2 separate regions of the Gasterosteus aculeatus genome follow, and region 1 is linked to region 2. A link is a contact called in public Hi-C data. All regions are on one chromosome and are shown on one strand. The core of a region is the stretch at or near the end of the contact, and the rest is flanking DNA. Distances in the headings are between cores, read along the strand shown.

What was found. A called contact is a pair of places that touch in the nucleus more often than the background predicts.
Region 1: a Hi-C map of skeletal muscle shows a contact between it and region 2, with 5 times the contacts expected there. The contact joins the promoter of LOC120816499 here to the enhancer-like site in region 2. A contact is called at or near these places in 2 of 6 Hi-C or Micro-C datasets (skeletal muscle and tail fin).

What each region holds. Positions count from the first base shown.
Region 1 is chr3:2,790,668-2,795,943 of fGasAcu3.hap1.1, reverse strand. LOC120816499 reads right to left here and starts at 2,706. Exons shown (of 28, transcript XM_040172143.2): 1 at 2,444-2,706; 2 at 2,187-2,239; 3 at 1,987-2,049; 4 at 1,136-1,359; 5 at 967-1,039; 6 at 397-779. The coding sequence starts at 2,520.
Region 2 is chr3:2,569,387-2,574,181 of fGasAcu3.hap1.1, reverse strand. The region is part of intron 1 of LOC120816070 (ephrin type-B receptor 1-B); the gene reads right to left. Among protein-coding and RNA genes, the nearest start is that of LOC120816070, 5.2 kb to the right of the region's middle. Within about 2 kb of position 3,126, at least 1 of the 9 cell types and tissues checked has open chromatin away from gene starts, as enhancers often do.

The DNA of each region.
Region 1 (5,276 bases), core at 1,457-3,956, 220 kb before region 2:
GGTCTTATAAAACTGAAGTTGTAGGAACCATATTAATGATGACAATAATATGAGATTTAAGGAACAAAAAATACTGTTTCCTTTAGCCATGAAAAATACAATTGTTGACATTTGATGTGATATCAATTGTATAAATAGCTCAGTTCAGAGTAAACTGAACATAAACCAGTGTCAAAAATGTGAGGCCTCGTGGTTGTAGTTTATAAAGCATAAGCCAAAACATGCACTATTTTTGTATAAACACAGGAGAAAACTAGCCTCCCTTTTTAAGAGAGCATGATGTTATCTATGGAGAAGAATTGTCCATATAATATATCGGCATATGCTACAGACATCAGTAATGGATTACAATATTTGTTCCTTCCTAAATTTCATTCCCCTTTTAGAGTGACTCACCACAATCCGGCTTGTTTCCCTTTTCAGCAGGGACACTCTGAAGTTCCCCATGTTCACAACGACCTGCTGAACAGTCGGCAGCGACGAGTTCCAGCTCTGCTCGTTAACCACTTCCACCGTGAACATGGGCATGGCCTCAGAGGGCGAGCAGGTCTTAGCCAGCGTGTAGGTGCAGGGCATCATGAAGCGGAACACCTCTCCATCAAAAGTGCTGCAGTCAGTGTGACTGTGCACAGTGCAAGTGGCAGTGGATGCCCCTCTTTGAGGGGTGCAGCTTTGGCCCTCAGGGCACTGAGAGGGGGAGCAAGAGAGCTGACCACCAGGACAGAGGCAGCGAGTGGACTCATCCGTCCACAGCTCTGCGTCAGATTCACACTGGGGTCCTACATGGGATGTGACAGAGTAAACAATCACTTAGGAAGGGTCATAGGAATAACACTAATTCAAGTGTCCCTAACCAGAATTGTCATTGTATGACAGTGATTGTATTCAATTTAACAGACCAAAAAGTAAGCTGTTCTGTATATTAATAATAATAATATTGTACAAGAAGACCAAAATAATATTTACCACATGAGCCTCTCCTTACACCCATCCGGTTAAATTCAAACTGTCCCTCCGTGGATGCTGCTTCGATAACGACCTGATGTAAAAACAGATTATCTATTTGAATATGCACAAGGTTATATTTGAGTATATTTGACCCAATACAGTTTAATTACAGGTTTGTTCATTTCACCTGTGTCCCTGGGTTGATGATGTCCAAAGGGACAAATACTTGTCTCCAAGCATCCCTGTGACGGGGAGGCAAGGTCCAGATTTCTTTCAGACCAACGCTGCTCTTCAGCAGGACACGGAGTTCTGTCCCATTAGTTGCAACTGGGGCTAAGTACCAAAACTCTAGACAGGCCTCGCCCTCCAGTCTCAGTGGACCACTCTCTACAGCTGTCACTACGCCATCCTCTGTAGGTGAAAAGGACAATGAGCAAATGTGTTACCCTAAATGTTTTCCTCCACATAATAAAATGGACTCAAAGGATTTTTCATAAAGGTCTAATGAAACACTGTCGGTAATAATTCAATGACAGTGACCACTCCGCTTGTCTTTAAATCACACAATATGAACGATGAAATACATTATTAACTACACTGGTTCTGAAAGTGCTTTTATCATCAGAACTGGCAAACTTCGTGGTTATTGCAATACAAAAAGAAGCAAATCTGTTTTGGTGCAATCATCGTTAAATCCAAGATTGCTGTTTATAGTGTTTTGTGCTAAATTTGAGCCTTAAGTGTAGGCCCTCTCCTTTCATTGTGCCTGAGAGAGCACCAGACTATAAAAGATTATTAGTCTGCCTCAGATCAGCTGTTGATACACGGCGAGGCACATAGCCTCCCTGTAGATTAAAACAGAACTGTGGACCGATGTTCCAAATCCCCTTAGAGAGGGCGGGACCGCATTGACGTTTACTACTCTAAAGTTATATCTTGGTGTCAAAGCAAAACTCTATCTGAGCTGAACTGTAACCTATCTTGATGACTTTAAAAATTCAATCAATTGCGGTGCCCTTTTGCGCTAATCATCTGTACCTGTTGCATTCCAGTCACAAATCACAGGGCCACGGCTGTCATAGACACACTGTGTAACATATTCTATGAAGAGAAAAAAAGGGATCAAATATAGTTGGATGTACAGTATGCATGTATCTCTATTTATGTTTTTTTTAATTTAATCCTTGTTGTTTATTATATGCATGATGGCGTCTACAACTCTTAGTAAAACGTCATACCTGAATTTGTCCCCCAACCTGGTAAAGTAACTGATGAAAAGTCAATTTCACCCCTGAAATGAAAAAAAGATTTTTATGTTTCTCCAATAACTAATAAAACATACTATTGACCTTAAAATGAAACCAACACAAATCAAAATACAAATATGTTTTAACATGATGACATTCCTATGATCCGTATAATAATATTTCAATTAACACATCATCTCAGATTAAACAGATTAAAATTGACAGATTAAAGTTATTCTGACACCCACCTGCACTGAGTAACTGTTGGAGTTACAAAGAGTAGAGTCACTGTGACCAACAAATTTGGGAGGATGCCTCCAAGCATAGCTGATCCAGTAACGGCAGCTGCTCTCGCGTCGCTAATGCGCTCTCTGTTTGCTCAGTTGAAAAATGAACGATGAGCAGTAACTGTTGTGCCTCTGTGTGGAATCTCAGCTTGTACCGCCAGCACGCCGCGATGTGGACCCTATTGAGTCCGTCTCAGGACAGAAGGCGTGCTTTTAAGCATTCAATGCCCTCCCCACCAACTAAACAGGTAACCTCAGCAGTGGGTGGAGAAGGAGGACTATTGGCGAGAAAGACAATAAGGGGTTGGACTTGATCTCTGTGGCGTAGGAATATTCCCAGAGTGATACTGCAGCTGACACAGTTACTGAAAATAGTGATAGGCAAGGTCAGGGTTCATAGTTAGTGAGGGACAATAATGACCTGTGAGTGATTTGGTTGGTCAGCACAGCATTTTCCGACCATATTTGGTAGTGGTAAAGTTTTGATTATTGATAAGATATCAGTGCACAGTGTAAGGACAAGTGAAAGAAGGGTGATCAAAAGACAGTTCGGAAGACTCGTCTTTTCCAATAATGGGGCATTCCTGAAGCTTGACGGCATGCGTCAATAGAGAGGACGGCTCAAGACAAATATTAGAGCTCTTAAAAACTGTCCAACCGATAAAAGAGGGTCATTGTTCGAGATCAGTGGCACAACATTACTGTGTATCCGTAGAGATCTCTTGTTGGCAAATACACCGCAATTCAGTAACTATCTTAACTGCAGAGATAATTTACAGTGAAAAGACTGCAGCCTGATTTCCTAACAGATAATACCGGCTTTATCTCACTGTATCTCAAGTGTAAAAGGTGAGTGATGAATGCCACAGGAGTGAGTGAGTTACTCATAAACAAGCCCTCACAGGTATGTACAGAGCAGCCCTGTTCTCTACCGGTCCTGGCACAGTCTGACAACCGGAAAAATTCTAGACACAACTGGGAAAAATAACAATAACAGTATAACATTTTTTATACACGTGGTCCATAAATTACCACATGGTGCTATCGAACCCTTTTTTTATTGTCAAAACGGCAGTTGTCCAAAATTGAAAAACGGTGCAATTCGTGGATTCAACATCTATCTGACAAATCAGCTAGATGTTGAATCCACGAATTTTCGAGGTTGCAAAGATGTAAATTGTTTAATGATTAAACTATTTACATCTTTGCAACCTCTACTTAAGACCTGTCCTCTCTCTATATATATCTCCTCAATGTGTTCAGCAGTCTGCAGTTCAGTTAATTGTCACTGATTGATTAACCTGATTGATTACCTGAGACAAACGACTAGTCTCAGGTTAATCAATCGTGGTTTAGTAGTTGCGCTGGACAGCTCAATATTTTATGTTATATACAGTATCTGGTTGAAGCAATAGATTTTTTTGTGGCGTCACATATTTTAAATGTCACATATAGAAAAGTAACAAGATGCAAAGAGATAGATTGATAATTGATGAAAAACAGAAAAAAAGCTCATGGAGTCTTGCTGGTCTACAATTACACCCAAGGTTTTATATATATATATATTGGGTCACTTGCTTTCTCAATCATAGTACACAGATCTTGAGAGCCGATTTCTTTTTGAGGTTCCATTTGAGAGTATCAACCATATTCTAAATCTTTAATTCACTCGACTAAACTTCCATTTCCTGAATTCGGAGTGCTCGGTTGCAAATGCCAGATCATTTCTGCTCATGTGCAACTCTGAACAAAGATGAGACGTGAGTGAGATGGCTCACGCCTTAGTTACTTCCCTTATCAGGTTGATGTATCAACACGACCTGGCATTTTACATGTTCCCGACAATGGGCAATCCTTGTTGTCGCGCCTCGCTTTCTACTTTAATATGCTCATAATAATTACTAAAAGGGAGTGTCCCGTCTGCTGATAAGGGTTAACTTGAGGTCAAATGCATACAAAGATATACCCACCTCTGAGGAACCATGATGTATAGTCACCAACATGGCAACCTTTCTGCCTCACCCAAAGGGGAACATATGCAATAATACACCAATTGGTTGCATTGTCACAATACTCTGTTAAAAATAGAAAGATGCAATAAAGCAGCAAATTCTGCTCAATTACACACCTATGAATTCATAAACCTGTTCTTGTCTTTTGGGGGGAAATGTATCGTATTGTACTTAAATCTGAACATATGCAGACTGGACCGTCCAAACTCATCAAAAATTAAGTGATATCATTGCAAAGGTATTTTATTTTGACTGCGGACCATCCGGTTCTGCCCTCCCTTACTTATCATGGAGACCATAACAAAGCTGGGATCGTACGTAGAAGAGCACTACTAGATATTTGATTGAGGAGAGAGGTCGTCCTGAGAAGGAGTTTGATACTTCCAATCTAATCCTGGAACTGTAAAAAGAATCCCACCTGGCGAGAGATCTTTGATGCAGTGGATCTTTGGAGTCCCGCTTCCTGCACATTCGGGTTGCCGGACACCGTTGTGTCCTGGTTAACATCGGTCGGACTATACATGTGAAGGGCACACTGCATGTCTTCAGTCAAGAAATAAGGCCATTAATAATCAACCTTGCTGATGTGGGGGAAGAAAGGAACAAGGGGCCAAGAACAAGTTCAAAGTTATATAATTTGGGCTTTTCCAAAGAGCGTTGTGGACTGCAAAGGCTCCGATCCATGACTAACAGTTAATACGCTTGCGTTTGCTCTTTGAAGTTCCCCTTTGGCAAACCAAAGCCACTTAAAAAAGGACCCCATAGTAAGATAAGGATGCTAT
Region 2 (4,795 bases), core at 1,877-4,376:
GCTCAGGGAATCTTCTCGACATCGTTCATTACAGCCATGATTTATTTTAAAGCAAAAGGAAAAATCACACTCCCGACAGACATACAAGGACTCTCACATAGATACGCGCACAAGGACATACACAGTCTAAAGGGCTGGATGTGCTTAAGTGTTAGAAGCCAGAGCCACCAGCCTCCTCATTAGCACAAATAAGATCTTAGGCGGATACAGGGCCATCCTTGTCTCTTTGTCCCTCTTTCCTATTACACAAATGAGTCCTTATCCTCGTCCTCCTGCTCGCCTCTAACAAAAAGGGTTGCACATACAGCTTTAAATGGACAACAGAATTATACAAAAATACAATCCAGTGAGTGGGAAATGTTTCAGTTCTGTTTGTATATCTGGTTTTATCGACTTGCTAAATCAACCTATGTTTGGTTGTGCTTTGACCGCAGGTTGCATTACATGGTTTTCATTCCCTCACTATCTGTTCACGGAGGGACGGCAAGGTCAACAGGTCAACGTGGGCAAGGATCACTTTGTGGAAGAATGTATCTAGTAATATTGAGTATTAGATAACAGAATTGGATATTGACATCTTGAATACCTGCCATGCTTGATTTACATTTCTTCTTCTACCTTCTTTTTCCTGAATTCTCAGAACAGAACTTGAAAGTCAAACAAACCACAGTTGATTTTTTAGAGAAATGTCTTTCACCCTATTGTTTTTAAGTTTTACTCCTGGCCAGCGAGGAAACTGCTGGTAGATGAGACATGGTGTCCACTCATCTCCCATTACATGCTTCAAATCAGTAGTTAATTCCCTCCAAAAAGCTCTCTTCAGGGAGCAGGAGAAGTGGACTGCACAGGACAGGCAGCAATTTGACTGGCAAGAGGATTCAGTGTTATGCGGGGTGAAAACTGCCCTCCCACCATTGCTACTCAATGGCCCATCAGCGCCCCTCTCAGAAGCTGCCATTCCATTTTGCACCGCGCCGGCACTTCATTTCTCTCCAACACACAATTTCCATTCGTCACAGCGCAGACGTGCACAGTGAAACAAAGCACAATTTCTCTCTATCTGCACCCTCTCGATCGCAAAAGAAGCCAATGCTTGATAAGAGATTACATTTATGGAGAGAAGAGGGGCCTGGGAATGGCGGAATATGTCCACATGTCCTGAACCTGGGAGAAGCAGTTGGCACTAACTCATTAATAATGGGACAGGCCCCAGGCCCGAGCCCTTAGCTCTCTGTCTCTACTCATTTCCTCTCCACACATCAAAGCCATGTGTGTGTGCGTGTGTTAGCGACCTATGTGTGAGTGTTGGGGCTCTTCTTCATGCATTTCTGTGCTAGCGTGCATGTGTGTGTGTGTCTGCTTCTATGTCCCTATGTGAAACGGCCTGTGGAGGAGCTGGCTTTTATTTAATCAGAAGTGGAGCAGCTTCCGTCACCATCCGTAATTTCAGCCACATTAACGCTCTGCCTCTAATTCCTCTGAGCGCAGCCTCCTCTAGGCTGCAGATTGAATTAAAATGCAAAAATACCACAAAGTTGTTGTTTTTTCCCCTCCTCTACGTCGGCGTCTTCCTAATATTGAACATTTCGACTCCAAAAGCCGGGATTCGCTGTATAAACAGTGTGTTTGATTGTAGGCTTTAAAAAGGTTTCCCACACATAGAAAGTCATCTCACAAAACCCCTGCACCACTCGACCTGCCCCCCTCCCACTCCATAGTCAGCCTTTGCCCCCCCCCCCCAGGCCTTCCTGTTTGCAGACCTTAAGCCTGAGCCGATGGGCTTAAAAGTCAAATTAAATCATTCTGGGTCCGACTTAAAAACAGATCTCATTATAACAATCGTAAATGAAGCCCTTTGTTTCTACAAGCCTCTCATCCCCAGCAGCCTCTTAACCCTCTTCCTGTTCCTGCCTCTATTACGTCTTCAGAATCGGACTTCGGACTCATATTTCACTTTTTTCTCTTGTAGTAAACCCTATAATGCTTCATAAATGCATCTGTTTTCCACTAAGAAAAGGTGCGGGGGTGAGGGGCAGGTGAGGGAAAAGGAAGGGTATAAAAGACGAAAGAACAGAGAAACCAGTTGAAACGACCAATTATTCCAAGGCAAGAACTTTTAGAAGAGGAGGTGGGCAGCTTTTAACTTGGGTTTAATTAAAATTCATTGAAAAAAAAAAAAAAAAGAAAGGCCGAGAAGTCGAGTCAAAAACAGGCGTTTTAGGGTGATTTAGGGAGGACTGGGGAGGACGGGGGCTAAAAGAGGCCCCACGACCCAAGGTCGCCTGGACACTGGGAAATAAGACTCGATAATCAATGCCTTCGCTTCTCGCCTCTCAACTGCGCAGACATCGAAGAGGCTCCCCTTTCCTGCTGACTGAACAACCGTCACCCACTCTGGAGGACAGGTGATAATGGAGAAAAAGAGCCAGAGAGAGAAAAAGAATGAGAAAAAGCAACATTTTTCCCACCACCATCCTTGAGTGGTGGGAAGGCTGGGTCATTGCTCCCAATCAATTACTCGCGTTGCCATTTTCCACTCTGAGTTGCTCGGGGGTTTATTTCTAAGTTCGTGCTCTTAAGCCACAATGAGTATTTCATTGTGTGTGTGTGTTTGTGTATGAGTGTCCATATTGTGTGTTTTCCTTTTGAGGGAACTGGCTTTCACCAGAAAACAGATGACTCACACAGTTTGAGGTTGAACTGTGTCCCGAGCGTCATCCCTTTCACTCCTGTGCTCTAATGCGTTTCGTATGTTGCGGATGCGGTGGGGTCCGCTGGTCCCCGAGATGGGACCGATAAGGCCCGAGCCTTCGTCCCGCAGCCAGTCAGTCACCTGCTCTGATAAAAGGGCCTGAGCACAAAGCCGGACGGGCGGAACCTAACACTGCTGATAGCATCTCCTTCGGGAAAATCCTCTCTGGCCGCAGGAATGTGCAAGAAGACACAGGCGGACGGCATACTGAAGGATAGGACCATGTCCACTTGGCGCCGGGGAGACAACCAGGCTGCAAATAGAGAAAAACCGCATGCTGCTCTCGCCTTCGTCTCTCCCAATGAGAGGTACACAGAAATGTGCGCATGCATACCAGCCCCCAACCTGCATCTACCATCTGGCCTTCCCAAGGCTCACATGTCTCTGGGGTAAGGTGAGCAGTGAGAGAGCATTGTGTGCGTGTATGTGTTATGTGCACGTGTTGTTTCTGTGTGTGCATGAGAGAGAGAGAAGAGAGAGAGAAGAGAGAGAGAGAGAAACAATTCGGTGATCATTCTGTCCAACAGAAAATACGCACTACGCTATTCAAACAACCTGCACAGACCACATACTATTCCCACGATGTCGCATTGACTGCATGCAAGCAAAAGCCTTTCACAATAAAAGGCAGTACAACACATTTACAGCACCGCGGGTACACAAGCTGCAGGCGGGGGGGGTTTCACTGGGGGTCGTCATAGCTGAGTGGGCCGTGTAAGCGCATCTTAACACTGTGGAAAAAAGTAAAGCCTCAATTATGGGATGAGGCCATTTCTGCCGTCCCTGCCAGACGACACAGGCACCCGAAAGCACAATAATAACAACGATGGAATTCTACTTCAGGTTGTCCCAGATCAGCGGTTGTGCCTTTTGGCCCAAACTTGTACACTCGTGTAGCCACTCACACACATAATCCTTTTTATAAGTCTTTTCAGCACTAGCACCTCGACCCGGTGGGCCTGTGTTGCCTCCATATGTTTGTTGTTCTCTTTTCTAACCATTTGAAACAAGGCAGGCAGGGGGAAAGGAGCAATCACACATCTACATCCATTAGAGACTCAACGGGACTCTTTTCACAGACGGCCTCCTCTGCTCAGCTGGTGAGCTCGCACGCACGCGCGCACAATTCACATCGCACAGCAGCCACGATTTCTTAACTCGACGGCGCACCAGTCTCTCAAAGTCACTCTTTTTTTTATTACAAGATTTTAGTCTGTGAGGCAACTTCGATACAGAACCGTGGGGAGCACTTACAGTGTGTTTAGGTGACAATACGACTTGCGCCTGGGAAAATAATGCAAAACATAACGCGCCGTGGAATCTATCAATTGAAGCCTGATTTTTTTTTCAATATTTCAAATGCAATGTGAAATTTCCAAACGGCCAAAAGTGCTTTCCGACTTATAAAAGTTTAAGCAATGACCAATAACACTTGTCCCAACAGGTGGACCGGCCGTGTCTTATCTTCTCAGCGCCACAACTCCATTCCACACGAAACTGTCAGTGCAATTCCAGCTTCCCGCTGCACTGATTAGACATGAACCCAGCAGGCTGATTCTGACCTCCCCACGGGGGAAGGGTGGGGTCGGGTGGGGGGGGGGGGCAGTGGATCAGCTATGAGACAGCAGCTCTGGAGCCAAGTCGGTGTGTTGCCGAAGGACACTTTACCCCAGTCTCTACCGCCGATGGATGCTGCAACATTGCTCCACAACGCACACTCCTCTAACCTTTCCAATCGATACTCCACTCTGGCGCTGGCGCTCCTTATTAATGTGTATCAACGACGTGTGGTTCTGACCTTATTGCCTATTATCTGTCTCGAAGGAAATCATTAATATTGTTTATTCAGGAAGCTACAATATTCATCCCCTTGGCCCCTGAGGAGGAGGCTTTACTTTAGAATAGCACAGGTGCTTAACACAACATCCTAAATGACTGGTTAAAGCACATTACTAATGAGCTCTTACACTGAATGTTGCCGCCGCGCAGCCGAGGCGGCCCGGTGATTGCTTACTTTCGGGGGCCTTGTTAAAACTGCAAGAT